2 separate regions of the Mus musculus genome follow, and region 2 is linked to region 1. Evidence: chromatin contacts called from public HiChIP or PLAC-seq data. All regions are on one chromosome and are shown on one strand. Each heading gives the region's core, a stretch centred on a gene start, on an enhancer-like site or on the middle of the called end of the contact. The rest is flanking DNA. Distances are from core to core; before and after follow the strand shown.

Region 1 (2,858 bases), core at 31-2,530:
TATCTAATGCTACATTGTAAAGAGAGAAAAGAAGACTAGAATAAGTATAAATATACCAGACTTATCTTTGGAGTAGAGTCACAGATTTTTTAAAAATTTGTTTACTTTTATGTGTCCTTTGCTATTTTAATTTCATTTTTATGGGTGTTTTGCCAGCATGTATGGTGTTTGACAAATGTGTAGTGCTTTTGGAGGTCAGAAGACAGAGCTAGATCCCCTGAAACTGGAGTTACAGATAGTTGTGAGCCATTATATGGGTGCTGAAAATCAAACCTGGGTCCTTTGGAAGAGCATCCTATGTTCTTGACTGCTGAGCCATCTCTTTACCTTCTGCCACCTACACACACACACACACACACACACACATACACACAGAGTTTGTACAGGGTGGGTGGTTTGTTTTGTTTTTACTTTCAGACAATATATTTTTATTGTATGTTTCCCCTCCCCCGACTCCTCCTGGCTTCTTCCCTCCCTCCCCACCCACATTGGTGTCCTTTCTCTCCTTTCAGAAGTGAAGCAGCGGAATGAACCCTATGTAGTTAATTGGTCCTCTCAAAGTTGCCCTGTCTATGATGGGAAAGGTCCAGCCTGACCCCACAGGGATGCTTTTTAGCAAACAGTGACTGTCCTGGAAAGTCTGCCTGTGGGGTGTCTCTGCAAGGCCACAGATAGCCGAGTAAGGATGCCCACGAGGCAATGCAGTTAGGTTCAGCAAGACTCAGCAGCCTGTGTTGGTTTAAACTTCTAGAGTCTGACCCTGGGCAGTTGATTTATACACTGTACAACTTTGGAAAAAGGTTTCCTGGTGGCAATTATCACAATAATCCTTAGGGTGTGGCTAAATCACAATTCTTTTTGCAAGTACAGAGGCAGAGACAGGTGGAACCGCCTTCTCCACCAGCCCCAGCCACCACCACCCCCTGACCTATTTTTTCCCCATCCTTTCTTAGACAGAGTTTCACTAAGAAGCCCAGGCTTGGTTTGGACTTAAAATGATCCTCCTGTCAGGGACTCCCAAAAGCTGGGATTGTAGGCATGTACCACCATAGCTGCTATAAATAACATTTGTGTGTGTGTGTGTGTGTGTGTGTGTGAGAGAGAGAGAGAGAGAGAGAGAGAGAGAGGGAGAGAGAGGGAGAGAGAGAGAGAGAAATTTTGTTTAGCTAGCTTGGTCTACAGCGTGAGTTCCAGAACAGCCGGGGTTACAGACAACAAACCCTGTCTCAGAAGGGGGTAGGGGTGTCCTATTGACTGAGAAAGGGCACTCAGGGTAGAGGTCTAAGCTGAAGTATCTGGAATAAACAACATTGTCTGAGGATTCGGGTGAGGCCCTGGCCCTACCGGACAGCAAAGATCCCTGGGTTATTAACCACATCCATTCCCAGCTCTGCAGGTGGGAATAGGTATAAATAAGTCCTTTCTGTTCCAGAGGGGAGCCTGCTTGTTTAACATTCCTGGTTTCCCTGGTGCTGGCTGAGAGCAGCTCATGCTTAGCGTCTACCCCAGTATGCACAGGGCAGTCTCTGCTCATTGACACAGTCTTTCCTCTAGGCAGGAAGCTATTCATTAAGTCTGACATGTATAGCCTAGGTCATTATTTTTTGATATAGGGTCCCATGTAGAGTAGCCCATGCTAGCTTTTTCTTTTCTTTCTTTTCCTTTTTTTAAAAAATTTTTTTTATTTAGTCATTTATTTATTTATTTATTTAGTATGAATACACTATAGCTATCTTCAGACACACCAGAATAGAGCATCAGATTCCATTACAGATGGTTGTAAGCCACCATATGGTTGCTGGGAATTGAACTCAGGACCTCTGGACAAGCAGTCAGTGCTCTTAACCACTGAGCCATTCCTCCAGCCCCTTGTCTTTTCTTTTTTAAATGAAGACAGGGTTTCTCTGTGTACCCTCGGTTGTCCTGGAACTTGTTGTGTGGTCCAGGCCAGCCTCAGACTCAGAGATCTGCCTCCCAGGCCCTGAGGTTTAGGGTGTGCATCACCACTGCCTTGCCCCAAGCTGACTTTAAACTTGTGCTGTAACTAAGGATGACCTGGGACTCCTGTTCCTCCTGCTTCTACCTCCAACATTTTTGAAGGCAGGCATGGTGATCAGCCCTGTAATCCCAGCTACTAGGTAAACTGAGGTGGGAAGATGGAAAATTCAGGAATTGCGTAGACACCAGGCAGTGGTGGCACACGCCTTTGATCCCAGCACTTGGGAGGCAGAGGCAGGCGGATTTCTGAGTTCGAGGCCAGCCTGGTCTACAGAGTGAGTTCCAGGACAGCCAGGGCTATACAGAGAAAAAGAACTGCATAGACTAGAGAGTAAATTCAAGGTCAGACTAGGTAACTTAGTGAGATCCTGCTTCAAAGGAAAAAGCTTGCTGTTTTCATGAAGAAAAGAAAAAAGAATTGAGGAGGTGGTGGATAGAGCTCCTTCCTAGTAATTGTGAGGCACTGGTTTCAATCCCCAGTAACACACACACACACACACACACACACACACTCATACACACTCTCACACACACACACACACATACACTCATTCACACATACACACACACACACTCACACACACACTCACACACACACACACATACACACTCACACACACATACTCACACTCACATATTCACACATATATTCATGCTCACATACACACTCACATACACTCATACACACTCACACACATAACTGGATGTAGTGGCACATATCTGTAGTCGTAGTCCCAGATCGGAGACCAACCTGTAATGTATGAAGCCCTATATCAGTAAGAAAAATGGGCTGGGGATATAGTTCAGCACTTGCCTAGCACAGGCAGAACTCTGAGTTCAATCCCCAGCACTTCATGGTA
Region 2 (2,700 bases), core at 135-2,634, 42 kb before region 1:
AGAACATCGGCTGTCAACCGGAACGTGGCCTGCCCTTCCTCCCTCCCCGCCTACCCTGGCAAGACAGCAAGGTTATCTTTACCTTTATAGAGGTTGGTGACGGCGGTGGCTGCGTTTTGGAAGGGGACCCAGAGAGAAAGTCCTGGCTGCTGACACACTCGGTCTGGAAACAAAAAGGGGGGAAAAAAAACAATAGGGGGGGGAAAAAGACACACACAAGGACATAGAGAAAGAAGAGAATGTTATTTGGGCGTCACTCACTCCGGAACGGCCATATTAGGTTTCGCCATTTTGTTCAGGATTTGGGGATCCCAAAGGGAGCGTGAGACCGGAGTTACTGGGTCGAGGAAGGGGAACCTGACAACAGCGCAACCCGAGTGGCGAACGCCGCCCGGCAGGCTCAGGGAAGCGCCCCTAGCAGTCTCCGCCCCGAGGCCGGCTCGGGGCACAATAGGGCCGCCCCACCGCCTCCTTCGCCATTTTGTGACAGGGACTCCTCCCCTACCCCCACGATCCGACCGGGGACACCCGGACCGGTACGTGGGGACCCTCGGGAGGTACTCTAAATCGGGGGTCTCCCCATCCTTCATCGTAGTTTTCCCCCTCCCAGGGTAGCTCCTCCGTCGCCGTCCTGCGGGTCAGATGGCCAGGGGTCCGCGGCACGGCCCTCCCCTCCCAGTCGTCCGGCTATCCCCGCAGGGTGCGAGGAGCCGCCAGGTCCCGGGGACCGAGCCGGGAACCGGGGGGAAGAGCAGCTCCGCAGGCCGGGGCGGCGCCAAGATGGCGGCGCGGCCTCACCTTTGTAGAGCTGAGCCACGGCCGTGGCCGAGTTCTGGAAGAGATGCCACAGCTTCTGTTGCTTGTGCTCGGGCTGCGCGGCGGCCGCCGCCTCCTCCTGCAGCTCGGGAGACAACTGCTCGTCCTGCTCGGCCTCGGCCAGGCACTGCCGCTCCCACTTGGAGAACCAATGCTCCGGCCCGTGCTCCTGGATCTCCGCCTCGCCCTCCTCCTTCCGCTCCTCCATCCTCCGCGGCCTCCCGCGGCCTGGCCGCCGCCGCCGCGTCCTCCTTAAGCGCGGTCCCCGCGGGAACGTCGTCGTCGACAGGCCCGGGAACGAGGGGCCCGGCGGCCGGCCCAGGCCTCTGTGCAAGCCCGCGGAGCCGGCACCCACCCCGCACAGCCCGAGTCCTCTGCCCACCAACCCCGCTCCGAGGTGCCGCACCCTGCCCTAGCCTCGCCCGCACCCCTTTACCGCCCACCCACGGCCCCGCGGCCTCGGTCCGACCGCCGCCGCTCTCCAACCGGCGTTCCCTGTCCGGCCTGCGCCGCCGAGCCCACCTCGAAGACTGAGGAACGTCGTCTACGGCGGCGGCGTCGACGCCTCTGCGGCGACCGGGCCCCGCCCTCCCCCGCCCACATGCTGACTGGAAAGCGCCGCCCACTTGGCCAGCGGCGCTTCCCCGGCAGGAGGCGGTTGGGGCGCGCCCACCGTCGACCTTCCCCATTGGCCCGCCGCAACGGGTTCCGCGTGCTGGCCCCTGAACGCAGCGTTCTGATTGGCTTACCCGCCTGTCGAACTGATGTCATCAATGGGCGGGGGGCTGGGGGAAGGAGTAAATGTCAGGGAACTTGAAGACTGTAGAGCAGGGAGGAGTTGACAGTGTTTGCGTGCGACCAACCAAAGCAGAAGAAGAAATATCTGTACACTGGAGCCAAGGGATTGCGCTTGCGCGGTGCTCGCTTCGCTCCCGCACCCCGTCTGAGAGTCACGTGACTCCGCCGGGTGACCGCACCCCGCGGGGGCCTTTCCCGGGCTTGCAAGTGCATGGTCACGCAGTGTTTATGTGCTGACTCCTCGAGTTCCTGAGAAGTGCAGTCTACCTCTGTTTGCAGCGCCCTTTCTATGTTTTTTTAATGCCAGAATTCCCAACCTTAGTGGGGCAAGTAAAGCGTGTGAATCCAAAGGAAAATTCTCCGGAGGTGTGAGCGACCTGGGGACGCTCACCGAGATTTCCCGGAGAAGGGGACCGGAGGGAGCTGGACACCAGGGCCGCCTGGCGGACAGTGCGCCCAGCGCTAGTAGCGGCCCGGCACCTGTCCCATGCACGCTCCCGGGACACGTGCGACCGCCGCGTCCCGCCCCCGCCCCCCATGTGCAATTGCTGGCACCCGGGCCCCTGCACTGCTCACTCAGAGTGATCAGTGCCAGGAAAGAGGTCTGGAAGCCTGGGAACAAGAGGGCAGCACAATGACGGGACCTCTCAGCCTCTGAGCTGACAGCTTATGTATGCCATCTGTACTGGATGGAAGTCCTGCAGGATCTGATCCTGCCTGCTCTGGCTTCTCCGGACTTCTCCCTGATCTGTCTGGTTCCCAGAGCCTAATCTCTGGACTCTCTGAAAGTTCATATTCCATTTTCCTTAGGACTAGGCTCAAAGCCAGGTGTGCTGGTGCTCTTTGTTTTGTTTCCTTCTTTTTTTTTTTTTTTTTTTTTTCTTTTTTGGTATTTCGAGACAGGGTTTCTCTGTATAGCCCTGGCTGTCCTGGAACTCACTTTGTAGATAGACCAGGCTGGCCTTGAACTCAGAAATCCGCCTGCCTCTGCCTCCGGTGCGCCACCACGCCCGGCCTGTTTTGTTTCTTGAAACAACTTTTTTTTTTTTTTTTTTTGGTAGTTTTGGGATTGCCTTGAAATCATAG

Evidence for each region. HiChIP or PLAC-seq counts read pairs in DNA pulled down with a chosen protein or histone mark.
Region 2: a contact with region 1 is called in an H3K27ac HiChIP or PLAC-seq map of embryonic stem cells, with 42 read pairs. The contact joins the promoter of 1810013L24Rik here to the enhancer-like site in region 1. A contact is called at or near these places in 1 of 39 promoter capture datasets (neutrophils), 1 of 15 datasets of contacts at CTCF or cohesin (the NIH/3T3 cell line), 5 of 484 Hi-C or Micro-C datasets (embryonic stem cells, forebrain, macrophages and 1 more), 14 of 115 datasets of contacts at active chromatin or transcription factors (the 230-238 cell line, the SCID.adh cell line, bone marrow-derived macrophages and 6 more) and 3 of 9 other capture datasets (adipose tissue, liver and pancreatic islet).

The regions. Positions count from the first base shown.
Region 1 is chr16:8,786,768-8,789,625 of GRCm38.p6, reverse strand. No RefSeq gene overlaps it. Among named protein-coding and RNA genes, the nearest start is that of Gm25805, 22 kb to the right of the region's middle. Within about 2 kb of position 1,280, at least 19 of the 459 cell types and tissues checked have an H3K27ac peak or open chromatin away from gene starts, as enhancers often do. A contact at or near this core is called in embryonic stem cells, where this site is marked.
Region 2 is chr16:8,828,784-8,831,483 of GRCm38.p6, reverse strand. It overlaps 1810013L24Rik (RIKEN cDNA 1810013L24 gene), which reads right to left and starts at 1,384. Exons shown (of 4, transcript NM_001081400.3): 1 at 799-1,384; 2 at 83-163. The coding sequence starts at 1,024.